Regions from separate parts of the Rattus norvegicus genome. Here regions 2 and 3 are each linked to region 1. Evidence: chromatin contacts called from public Hi-C data. All regions are on one chromosome and are shown on one strand. Each heading gives the region's core, a stretch centred on a gene start, on an enhancer-like site or on the middle of the called end of the contact. The rest is flanking DNA. Distances are from core to core; before and after follow the strand shown.

Region 1 (4,238 bases), core at 1,082-3,581:
CTCAACCTGTAACCCAGTCTGGCCTCCAACTGCTAGGCTCACAGGCAAAGCCCCCATGTCCAGCCAAAGCCTGCCTGGAGAGAGGAGTACTCACATGTGTGACTCAGGTCAATTTTACATAAAACAATTGACTCTGGCTACCGTTTTTTGTTTTTTGTTTTCCTCTCTCTCTCTTTATGGTATTGCCTTAAGTGCCCACAAACGTAACTGACATTCTTTTGCCTCTGCTGCCCCCAAATAACACTGTTTTAGGGTGAAGAATTAGCACGAGGCCTCCTACTGTTGACTATTAAGGATCTTAGGAGCATTAAATATATGTAACACTCCTAACGCCTGCAGAGAGAACAGATAGGACCCCTTTGTAAGCAGTGACCACTCACGGAGGTGGGAACTGACAGATGGACGCCTCCCCTCCACTACTTTCAAAGCAATGGTAATTCTCAAAGAAATGCCAGCACGTCACGCATGCCAACTTTACCCAACCTGAAGGGTTGGAATAACGCTAAGCCTGCTACTGAACTGCACGAACGTGTTAGCATTGGTCATTCTGGCTTCCTGCAGTACACAGCCATTCTAACTGTGGCAGGAGTTAAGGAAAATGTAGAGTGCTTTTTAAGATTATTGATTTAGGCGACTCTTAGAATAACTTCTACTTGAGAAGCTGTAACTACGAGGCCCTATCAAGAGCCTCTCCAGCTGTTGAAAACTTTGTTCTGGAATTTCCCCTCTGCTTACCCATTCCTGACAATCCTTAAACCCAAATCACCGTTTAATGACCCCAGAGGAGTGCTTCTGTCCTCCAATGAATTCGGAACTCCATCTAAATTTTCAATTGGCCTCCTGATAAATGTTTATGGAATTTAACTAGAAACCTGGCCTCCAAAAGCCACAACCGGCTCCCCCCTGCCCCGCCCCCTAATCTTCCTTTATAAGAAGCTGAAGGACCCTGATCTGAAAGTCAAGCAATTCAGAACCCTAAGAGACCTGATGCACGTCGGAAGAGGCAACGACAGCAGTGGCTCAAAAAAACGGGGCACCCACTGCCCCGGGAAATGCAAGGTGTTCGCCGGGGTACAAACGGTCCCGCAAAGAGCGGAACCGGATGGTCGGAAACTAAGTCAGATCTGCACGGATTCCCAAGGCCCCAACCCTCTTCCACCACCCTCCTTCCTGTTTATGGATTCACTCCCACAACTCTTGACTACTAAAGGAAAAGAAGACATCTCCGAAATATGTCAACACATGACACAACTTGAAGAAGCCGGCTGTTCTTTGGTGCGGGTTACAACTTGCCGGGCTCACACTGGCAAACAGGCTCACTTTAATTACTTTTCATTTACTACGCCACGCTTCCCCTCCAGGGCCCCCGCAAAGACCGGGTTAGTGAGAATCGGGGAGCCCCGGTGGAGGGAAAATGTGTGGGTGGGGAGCCAGACACCAGCCTCTTGCTCGCACAGGCGCAGAACCAAGGCTGGCACCGCCTCTCTGGCTGCAGCAAGCCACGGTCGCGCGGCGCGGCGCGGTGGTCGGGGCCGCGACACTACGAGGAGAGGACAGGGTTGGCCGAGGGCCGGCCACCTTTGTCTGGGCTTTCCCACCCACCGGGACGCAAAATGTTTCCATGTAGAGGTCCAGGATCTGGTTCGTGTTCCCGACTCGCTCGCGGTCGCCTGAGATCCCCCACTTCCCGCGCGCCAGGCACGGCTTCTGGGCGCATCCCTGCGCTCCTGCACCACGGTCGCAGGTCGCCGGGCCAAGCGGGCCACCGTGCCCGCTACAACCACCGCGCGCACATTGCAGAACCCTCTTCTGGCGAGCCAATCGAGCAACACACTCGGGCCCGGCGGAAAGGCGCGACAGCCCCACACACGCGTGGGCAGCCCCGGCCCTGTCTCACCTGCCTGAACCGTGTCCGAGAGGTCATGTCCCGGGGCTGCAGTCCTGGGAAATTCCTTCAGCTTCCTGGCGCTCAGGTTCAAGCCCCCAGAATTGGCTGCCTCCTCTAGCGCGCGCTCCAAACCACGGTTCAAGGGCAGGTTGAAGCCCGCGCTGCCCGTGCTTCCGTGGTGCTGGTGGTGCTGGTGGATATGCGGGTGCAGGGCGGTTACCGAGAGGGCGGGCGCGAAAGCTTGGGGTTCGCTTCCCGGCGTCGCCATCTTCTCCCGGTCCCCCGCCCCGCCGCTCCTGCGCGGGGTCACAGGTTTCCCCGGCGGCCCCGAGTCTCCGCAGCGCTCCCTCGAAAGCCGCGGGACTACGGGAGGGGCGGCGGGCGGCGCAGAGCTGGAGGCAGCACAGCTCGCTTGATCACCAACGTTTCCAGCGGGGGAAGCCGAGGGCGGCGACGGCGGCGGCAGCGGCAGCGGCGCGCCTGTGTCTGCTCGTGCCCGCGCCCCCGCCCGCTGCTGCTCCTCCTCCTCAGCTTCTCTGCGCTCCACCCCCTGAAGCTGGCTGGAACTGGATGCACATTCTGGGTGATTTTCACTCCGGCCCGACCTCTTGGGGTTTAACACACTGTGGGTCAGGGTATTTTGTCAGTTTGATTTTTGTCTTTTGGGTTTTGTTTTGTTTTGTTTTAAAGCCGTTTGTGAAAACGGGTAGAGGCAGGAGACCAGATTTGGAATACAAGGTCACAGTGAGAAGAGTGATTCTGGCTGATTGACCCAGAGTTACCCCCAAAAGGCAGTTTTTCCACTTGTGGATTTACCCTCACTGACGCCCCCTGGCATTTAGGTGCTTGCTGCACAAATTCTCTCATTGAATCCAGGAAGTCCGTGAGTGGAAAAATTGCTTCCTTCAGTTGAGAGAGGAAGTTAAACTGAGCCGAGATCACCCCTGCAAAAGTGATACGGAATTCGAACCCACAGCCCACAGTCACCAAAATTTTGCACCTTCACTGCAGACCACAGGGACCAGACTTAAATGCAAATAGACAAATCTAGAGGAAGGACTTTGACAAAGGGTGATTTTTATGATAAAATACATTGTCATGAGGGAAAATGAGTCCTAAATTATTACTCCAGGAGTTAAAACACCGAAGATCTAACAATCCAAAAGGTCACGTCTTAACCTAAGCTTAGGTGCTATGGAATTTTCAGCGTGCGCCTACTTCTTATCCACGTGGGGCATAGGAATTGAACTGATTGCAAACAAATGTTCTGCCATGGGGGTGACCTACAGTGGCCACTGAGCCAGGGTTTGCACACCAGGGAAGAGCCAGAGGACCTGTGTCACCTAAAGGCCACCCAGCTGGAAGACTGATAAAGCCCCACTCCCTTCCCACACCTTGACAGCCAACTCCCTGGGACCAAGCTTGATACAACTTTATCATGCATACAGTGATACATACCTGTGATAGTCTAGGCAGCCTCGTGGACCTAGTGACTTCATGATCTATGTCACTTGCATGGACTTCACTACAGGGCTACCCCTTAATTCCTGAGATTCCAGGCTGAGAGCAAATTCCCGGAAGAAACAGGCGCCACCTAGTGGTGTGATACTCTCTACCCCAACCCCATCCTGCTGGCTCCACTCCCTTCGAATCTCTCATGACTTTCATAAACTGCCTTAAGCTTAGTTTTTTCACCCTGCTCTGTAGACGGTCTCTTCGCTCTGTTGCTTCCTTTGTGGTGGAGAAGCATTTTTTTATTTCATTCAATCTTGCCTGTCAGTTCTTGCAAGTCATTTCCCGTGGGCTTAGGGCTCTTTTCAGAGAATCCTTCCCAGTTCCTGTATCATGAAGGTTTTTCCTGTTTTCCTTGGACAGTTTCAGGTTTTTGAGTCTCATCTTAAGGGCTTTCATCCATTTTGAATTGATCTTTGGGCAGGGTGAGAGACAGAGATTCAGTTTAATTCTCCCACACGTAGAATCTAGTTTTCCCAGCACAGTGTGCCAAAGACCCTCTTTTCTCCAGTGTGTGCTTTGGGTACCTATCGAGGTAGCTGTAAATGCAGCTGCACTGTTTCATTCCTGAATCTTCAGCTCCTTTGATTACACGGTTTTGTGGCAACACGATGTTGTGTTTCCTCCTGCCACTCTGTGATACCTAGAATCTTGTATTGTGATTCCCCCAGCATTAGTTTTTTTGTTCAGGATTGCTTTGACTACCCAGCATCTTTTGAGCTTTAGGTTGTCAATATCTAGGATGTTAAAAGAATGAAGGAAAAATATTAAATGCTCAAGAAACCAATCCAATCAACAATGGGCAAATGATATGAACAGACACTTCTCAAAAGATAAA
Region 2 (4,238 bases), core at 575-3,074, 120 kb before region 1:
ATGCCCTCTTCTAGTGTATCTGAAGACAGCTACAGTGTACTTATATATAATAAATAAATAAATCTTTAAAAAAAAAAAGGAACGACTGTTAAAATGTAAGTTTTTACAACAGAGTTTGGTATAGCGGTGCTAACTGCGTAGGCATGAAAATCCGCTACAGACCCTATTCAGAAGATCCACACAACGTACTCAGGAAGCACTGATTACTGATAAGGAGAGGTCCCTTGGAGGGATTAGAGATTCTCCATAGCATCAGTTTTTTGTATGCTGTTACTTTCTCCATCTCCAAGTCATAAATGTGAATCACGTGAGCAAAGCATACGGATCCTGACGCCAGGTTACCTGGGCGGCTGCGGTGAGGGTCACTCTAAGCGGGCTCTTTCGGGAAGGAAGGCGTTAACTCACCTGTCTTCCACGTGCTGGTGTGAATGGGGCCTCTCTATGGAGTGCAGGTAGAGGGAGTCGGCTGTCTTTATCTGGCATGCCTGTATGCTCAGGTACTTAAATATGTGCACTTTTCCTTTCGTGCAAATCTGCGGAGAAATCAGGGAGGAGGATTTACTTCTCAGTGACAAAACAAGATGTAAGTTCCAGGTCCCTGACCATGCAGTTTAACCTTTAGAATGTCATGACCTGAGTGTAACTTGTCTCAACGATGTCAACAGTCCTATTTTAAGATGTTTAAGTTCAGTTTTCCCAGCTAATGTTCAAATAAGGAACATATAACGCCCTGTGTAGGCCACACAGTCTATGATAAGCTTCAAGAGTGTCACTGAGTGAACGTTATCAAACCTGTAACTCTGCCCTTGATGGTGCAAACAGGACAACAGAGCTGTGAGGACAGATGAGATCCCAACCCAGGCAACGTATCAGTCAGATCGACTGGAAGCTTCACTGTGTGTTCGGTGGGAGGCGGGGAGGGGGAGAGATTGCTGACTGCATCCCATCATGCCTAGTGCAGCTTCCGGTGTACGGAGAATCCTAGCCGGGGCTCTGCAGAGAGTCACATGGACCACGACTGTGCAGCCCGGGCCTTGGCTCTGGGCAAGTCCTCACCTGAGCTGGCGGGGACTGCAGGGGGTTGTTCTCAAGGAGGAGCACTTGCAGTTGCTTCATCTCCCGAAAGCAGACGGGGATCACCAGCACTTTGTTGCAGGAAAAGTCAAACTTTACCAAGGGGAGATCTACTAGCTCTGGAAGAAGAGAGAAAAGGGGCAAATTTAAAAAACAAAGTCTCAGGAAGTAGCAGGATCAAGTGGCTACACGCTCAAAAGTTAACTCTCTGTGTAGCTAGAGAAACTCGGGCTAGCAGAGTCAAAAGTGAGCCGTGCCACTGTTAGAAACCCGTGGCACGCATATAAAGAACTGCCCTGAATGAGGGGCCGTTTCCCTGGGCACTCGGTCATTACACACTGTACTGGAAACATGTGCCATTGAACTGCGCGGGCCGTGCCATGCAGAGCCATGCATGTTACTATGCCCGTTCTCCTGAAGCGCATGCTGATTAAAGATGATATGCTCTACGGAAAATCTATCTAAAACTGTCCACGAGCTGGCACGGGCCCAGAGAGAGTTTCAGTAACTATGCTCCTGATTTTGTCAGAGGTTGCCATTGCTACCCTCCGACCCCAGGTACTACTCAGTGTTATCTAACTTAGGGTTTTCCAGAAGGACCCATTATCATTCCTATGGGGCCGGGCTTCGTTCTACTGCCTTTGAAGCTGTCCACAGCTCGACTCCCGGGGAAGGATGTTGCACTCAGCCTGTGGTTCCCACCCAGAGGCACAGTAAACACTCAGTAATTTCAAGCATTCCAACCAACACGGGCAGCTGCTGGGCACAAAGTCAAATCCATAGAGCGCAGCCAGGCTGAGGCAAGCCAGAGCCTACAGTGACGCTGGCAGATCTCTGATCTGGCTAGGTGGTGACTACAGTGGGTTCACTTCAGAACAGTGCCAGCACTTTTGGTACGGCAGCTGTTAAAGGCCAAAATACAGTGGCTTCAAATACTTCTGGCCTAAAGTGGAAGGGAGCCAGAAACTAGATAGGGAGAGGACCCGAGGAAGAGAATGGAGTCTTTGAGAAGCACCAGCAGTTAGTTCCCTCTCCTTGTCTACATGGCTGAGGCTTTCGATCAGCTCCGCAGCACTGTTTTAGCCCTGCCAATACCATTCCCTTGGGGTGAGCGCTCATCTTCTCAGAACTAGAGGCCTTGGGAATGATAGGGGCTTCCCATCTTTCATCTCTCGGTGCATTACCTAGTCCTACAGAACGGAGTCATTTTGAGACCAAAATTCTAGAAGGAAGAACAACACTCAACTCCCAGGTCTCAAAGTGAAGTCCCCATCAGGCTCTACAGGACAAACTCAGGAAGTGTATTTCAAAATGGATGCCAAGGAATCTCTATTTCCACCCTGCAGGAGCAACCCCCAGTGCGGGCAGCCATGAGCCTCACGCCTTACTCCTAAAGGTTGTTTGGATGAAGGGCTGTGGGCTCAGGGAGGCAGCTGTGCACGGTGGAGCTGGAAGCATGAGGGTGAATGGAAGGGAAGGAGGGTCCTGGCTTGGTATTTCTATTGCTGAAATAAACACCATGACCAAAAACGGTGAGGAAAGGTTTATTTCAGCTTACAGTCCATCATAAAGGTAAGCCTGGGAGGGAACTGACCGAGAGACATGGAAGAGTGCTGCTTACTGGCTTGCTCCCCATGGCTTGCTCAGCCTGCTTTCCGATAGATAGCACCTAGGACCACCAGCCTAGGGATGGAGCTACCCACAGTGGGTGAGCCCCCCACATCAAAAATTCATGCCCCACAGACTTGCCTACTAGTTAATCTGGTGGAGGTATTTTCTCAATTAAGGCTCTCTTCCCAGATTGCCTAGCTTGTGTCAACTTGACAATCAAACAAGCAACACACACACACACACACACACACACACACACACACACACACACACACACCAGCAACAAAAACAAATCTGCGTGGTTAGAACTTTCATGTTACAGTCTGCAGACCAGCTAAAAAGGATGGGGATTCCCAGGGCAGGATGACTTCAAAGTTAGGCTATCTCAGTGATGTTAAATTTGATGAGACTCTGTGTTCTGTGGGACATGGCTTGTGTGATTCCTTTGCTAGAAGAAAGGGGGCTTTCTAGACAATAGCTATTACACAGCAAGTGTTCCCAGAAACTTTTACCAACTAAAATGAGGACTCTGATTCGTCACTAGAGGACTGGCTACTCGGGGCAGTAGAGAACTCCCAGGTAAGCAGATAAGGGATACTTTGGACGACAGCTGCTTCCTTGTCCTTTGGTTCCAACAAGTAATGTAGAGGAAGAAAGGCTCGACAGTCTCACAGAAGCCATGCCTAGGAGGGAGTGACAGTCTCACAAGACTGACCCACAAAAGGTCAAGAGGTAGAACTGATAGAGAAATGAAGAAGGGGAGGAGGGAAAGAGGAAGAGGAGAAGCAGGAAAACAGGAAGCAGGAGTCAGACAGGAAAAGGAAGAACAGGAAGGGAGGAAAGGAAAGGAAGAGAAACAGGAGGGAAAAGGAGGAAAAGCAGCACAGAAGCAGGAGGAAGAAGGGGAATGGGAGGAGGAGGAGGAAGAGGAGGAGGAAGAAGAGGAAGAGGAGGAAGAAGAAGAGGAGGAGGAAGAAGAAGAGGAGGAGGAGGGGAGGAGGAGGAAGAGGAAGAGGAAGAAGAGGAGGAGGAAGAGGAAGAAAAGAGGAGGAAGAAGAGGAGGAGGAAGAAGAGGAGGAGGAAGAAGGGAGGAGGAAGAGGAGGGGAGGAGGATCTCCATATTCCTCTCTCCGGTCAAAGAAAGGCAAGAAATAACTACTTCAGTCCCCTGCCCTCCTGTCCTAAAAGTACAGAGTATGGCTTCCTGTAGTAAAACCACATACAACTGACTGGGGTAACTGGACTGCAAACTTCTATTTTTCCCTCTCCTCAAATTGAAAACATATGAGGAGAAAGAAAGTCCCCAAGAGAACAAATGTAAGTAAATAGGAAAGTCACTCATGGCAGCCAGGTGCCATCAACACTTGTCAACAGAGCTCTCTAGATTGAGGCAAAAAGAAACTTGATATTCATCTTTTTTCTTTTTAAAATAAAAACATTCCCTGTAAACTTAAGTTTTAGCTTTGGGTATATTTTAAAATATCATAGCTGAGAGTACATGATTATGAAAGGAGGAGTAAGTTGTAACTGATCCTTTTAGAAAAGAGTGTTCT
Region 3 (4,238 bases), core at 594-3,093, 92 kb before region 1:
AGCTTTAAATAAGTGAAGGAAGAGAGAGAATATTCAGACTTGGGAGCAGAGTGATCAAGGAAGGAAAAACTCACAATCACGTCACTGTCATTCTTACCAAACAGAATCCCATTATTTCCCAGACCTCCCGAGTTCTTTTTCTGCTCGTGAAAGAATGTGAAGGTCCTAGAAACTGTGAAAGGTATGTGAGCATTTCTGCTTCCTCTCCGTCAGGACCAGGCAGCATCAGTGAACTGCAATCAACTACACGGCCCCTGAACTGTGGTAGCAGTTTGTTTTTTCCCCTATAGTATATAAGCTGCAGAGCCTTCCTATGGGGTTTCTGAAGACCTAACTGTAAGAGTTAGGTAACTCTCAAGGAATAAAGAAGCAGCTTCCTTTAGGCAGTGCTGAAGGATTCCTGGCTAGTCCTATGGGTTCTGTATCAGTGTGCTGCTACCAAACACTCAGTGGTCACCACAGGAAGGTAAGCTATTTTCCAGGGTATATTCTGGCTAAGGGCACAGTGGGCTCATGGAAGGCATCACCTACAAAGGGGAGAACACTCCTAAGCTGTTGCTTGAACTCCCTGGAGGGCTCTCATTCAACTTACTGACCAACTAAAAGCAAATGAGCTCTCTAAGCGCACGGGTCATTCTTTGATTCTGCTCTACCATCTGCCGGCCATGGGTCCCTCAGACTCTGACGACACTTGATCTAGAAGCAAAAGAATGCTGGACCTCCAGGAACTACCTTTCCCATCTACGGTCCTGCTCAATGAGCTCACCGCTGTACAACTCTCTCACATAATGATAGAATTTTGTATTAGTGCCATGAATGTAGGCGACACCAGCCCCCTAGGCTAAGGACCCAAGAGGAAACTAAGCAGAAGGAGGAAGCCCACTAGCACAGGCATCCTCTCCAGCTGCTTCCGGGCTGCTCTGAGGAGAGCAACCCTGCTCTGCTACTCCCTCAGGAGCAGGGTCCATGCGAGCTTCTAAACCCCTGAGCCAAAACAAAGCTCTCCCCACTCTGGATACTTTGCTCAGTTATTTAATCAGAGCAATGGAAGTCTCAATAAAACACCAGCTACAAACACAAAATGTGTTAAAATGGAAGAGACGCGAGTGACTTTTAAATGTGGGATTGACAACTTTTTTTTTTTACATTATTTTTCCCCAGCAAATACTCATGAATTACTTGTGGAATTAACTGCACAGGCAATACGGAAAATCTTGAACTATCTAAAGAATCTACAAACAAGAAACGTAGCTTGAAACAATTAATCAAATCCAAAATAAATTTTTAAAAGGTACCTTAAAACAACTCTATAGAATTTAAAGCTCACTGATTAGAATAACCTTGAAAAGTAGAAACAATTTATGGGTGATTTTAAAAAAAATCTATATATATTACGCTTTGGACAACTGACCCCCCAAAGGTCATGTGTGACCCCCCAAAGGTCACTGTGACCCCCAAAGGTCACGTATTAATGGTTTGGACGCCTGGGTGGTAATCTTAGGACAGGAGAAGTTATGGGTCTTACAAGGTGGGAGGATCCTTTTGGGGTACCCTTAGGTCACGTGGAGCAGATTCTGGACATATCTCTGTGAGTTTGAAGTTTGAAGCAAGCCTGGTCTCAAATTCCAAGACAGCCTTGGCTACAAAGTAAGATCCTGTCCCAAAAACAGACTTTAAAAAATCAGCATAAGGAAAAGAATGCAGGAAGTTACAGTCCGAAGAATAAAAGGAGGAACCATAGCGACCTTCAAATACGAAAGCTTCTTCATGTTTCTATACTTGGGCTGTCCCTGAAAAACGCCCTCACAATCACTTTCAGGTTGATGAAATGGTTCTACAGTGTGTGGAACCCAGGGGAGATGGCGCTCAGCAAGATAATGAGGTCACTGCCTCAGTACCACTGTCCCTGTCACTCAGTGACTTGGGAAAAATCCCCCTTCTGCCTCACACCTACTACAAAGGCTGCCCAGGAGCTCACTCAGTGCTGTCATGACTAAACGGTGTTGGTAGGGATGAGGGCAATGGTATTCCACAGACCCAACGTTTCCTTTACATAGGTATTATATGTTAGCATTTCTTCTAGGCTCCACCCCACAGTTACCTGGCAACAGCCAGGTGTGCCTGACTCAGTATACAAGGGGCTGCTTGCCTCCTCTTCCTCTCTCTTTCTCTCTCTCTCTCTCTCCCTCCCTCCCCCCCTTATTTTCTTACTGTTACCCACTTTCCTCTCTGTCCCTTCTCTCCCCCATTCCCCTCCAGCCTCTCTCTCCATGCATTCATGGCTGGCCTCTACTCTTCTTTTTTTCTATCTATCTATCTATCTATCTATCTATCTATCTATCTATCTATCTATCTGCCTTTCTCTGTCTCTACTCTCTCAGCTCCCCTCCCCATGTCCTAAATAAACTCTATACTATACCCATCATGTGGCTGGTACCTCAGGGGGAAGGGATGGCTCAGCATGGGCCTGCAGAGGCACCCCCTTCCACCTCACCAAACCTCACTCTATCAAACATACCCCTGGCTTTTTGTCTTTTTTATAAAACACAACATTATATACATATATACAATACATGTATGTATGTAAATATATAATATATAAACAAATATATACATATACATATATACAAACATATACATATGTGTACATGTGTGTTTGTTCTTTTTCTCCATTCACTCCACTCATGTACAGCACTATGTCTATGACAGTATTAACTGCAGAGTTTTACCTTTCTAAGGATTGATTATTGATGAAACAGGAACATTTTGTGGGGCTTTTACTGGTCTAGTTAGAAAAATAAATACAATTTGGAGCTTGCTCATTTGGGACCTCAGAAAAAATTTGAGAATTACCATAAGTGAAGAGAAATGTCTGCAGTGAATTTCAAATAAGCACTCCCCTCATTTCCAGAGACTTACTCTAGGGCACAAAGAACTTCACATCCCTATAAAGATCAGAAACAGAACAGGAAACAAAGCCAGTGAACTCAGCCTTCGTTCTGTAGAGAGCATAATGTGGCTTTTGTGCTGCGGCTTTTTTCTCCCAATACAAACAGTGAGCTAAAACGTCTGCGATCAGGTGTGCACAATGGAAAAACCCTCCTCGGAAGTCGTGCCAAGTATGGGCTATGCTAGAAGGAATGGAATCTGGTGAGAAATATCCCATTATTAATTTACATGTGTTTGGTAGCCTGCCAGCACAAAACACAGAGACATAAATTCAGGTACACTTTACGCACAACAGTTTATCTGCACACCCAGAAGCTTAGGGTCCTCTGCCTATATGTTCAACCATATGAACAAATGCCTGGGAACCCTAGCAAACCCAAGGCTTAAGGCATATATATGTAGGCAGCTGTGCTATGCAGTCCAAATGTCCCAACGGCCCGTTTCACTTCTACCACTCCATGGAAAGTGTTTTCAGATTTTAAGATTAGTATTATCAAATTCCAACCTGGCTCACTGTCTCTCTGTATCTGAGATTTTGTAAGATACAACATAAGCATCATTTACACACATACATATGGACATATATGCACATGCACGTATACACACAGAGAGAAATACATAAGCACACACCCAAATACACAAGCAAACACATACTCACACATACCTATACACACACACATACACATACACACACAAATACACAAGCAAACACACACACACACAAATGCTCTTTTTCCTTTTGAATAGAGTTTCAGAAAAAGGAGATTTAAATTCTTATTGATTGAAACAAAACTCCGAGTTCAGAAAAACAGTATCAATTTTACAGTTTTCTAGAGAGAAGATATGCTGTTTTGCCACAGATGGCTTCTTTAGAGATGACAGCATGAGGCAAGAGAACAATGAAGATTAATTTTTGTTTCACAACAACAACAAAAAAGAAACAACTGTGCTTTCTAAAGTTGCCCTGGCCCAGGGTCCCTCAAATAAGAGAGTGGGTGTCCAGAGGATTGCAGATCTTTTCTGAGAATGAGCCTCAGAAGAATGTGGGGATGCGGGTTATGTGACCATCAGGAAGTTGGCTCCTTTTGCACATTGTTGAGAAGCCAAGAGGGATACCAGGCAGCAGAGATGGCAGCCAAAATACATTCCTTTTCCCGCGTGATAACATCTTGTGGACCAGACAACCCTCTACACAAGCCATAGCTCCAAACGGAGTCTAGTGAAGGCGGGAGCCCTGGGTTCTGAGGAGCAATCCAGCCCCAGCTGGTTGTGTTTCCTCTGAGAATGGG

The links. A called contact is a pair of places that touch in the nucleus more often than the background predicts.
Region 2: a contact with region 1 is called in a Hi-C map of Schwann cells, with 3 times the contacts expected there. The contact joins the enhancer-like site here to the promoter of Lrch1 in region 1. A contact is called at or near these places in 2 of 12 Hi-C or Micro-C datasets (Schwann cells and mammary epithelial cells).
Region 3: a contact with region 1 is called in a Hi-C map of mammary epithelial cells, with 2.7 times the contacts expected there. The contact joins the enhancer-like site here to the promoter of Lrch1 in region 1. A contact is called at or near these places in 2 of 12 Hi-C or Micro-C datasets (frontal cortex and mammary epithelial cells).

The regions. Positions count from the first base shown.
Region 1 is chr15:56,656,769-56,661,006 of GRCr8, forward strand. It overlaps Lrch1 (leucine rich repeats and calponin homology domain containing 1), which reads right to left and starts at 2,332. Exons shown (of 19, transcript NM_001134727.1): 1 at 1,898-2,332. The coding sequence starts at 2,156. LOC134482151 (a long non-coding RNA gene) reads left to right here. Exons shown (of 2, transcript XR_010058204.1): 2 at 1-137.
Region 2 is chr15:56,538,802-56,543,039 of GRCr8, forward strand. Lrch1 (leucine rich repeats and calponin homology domain containing 1) reads right to left here. Exons shown (of 19, transcript NM_001134727.1): 5 at 1,057-1,193; 6 at 406-533. Among named protein-coding and RNA genes, the nearest start is that of Esd, 88 kb to the left of the region's middle. Within about 2 kb of position 1,825, at least 25 of the 93 cell types and tissues checked have an H3K27ac peak or open chromatin away from gene starts, as enhancers often do. A contact at or near this core is called in Schwann cells, where this site is marked.
Region 3 is chr15:56,565,573-56,569,810 of GRCr8, forward strand. The region is part of intron 2 of Lrch1 (leucine rich repeats and calponin homology domain containing 1); the gene reads right to left. Among named protein-coding and RNA genes, the nearest start is that of Lrch1, 91 kb to the right of the region's middle. Within about 2 kb of position 1,844, at least 10 of the 93 cell types and tissues checked have an H3K27ac peak or open chromatin away from gene starts, as enhancers often do.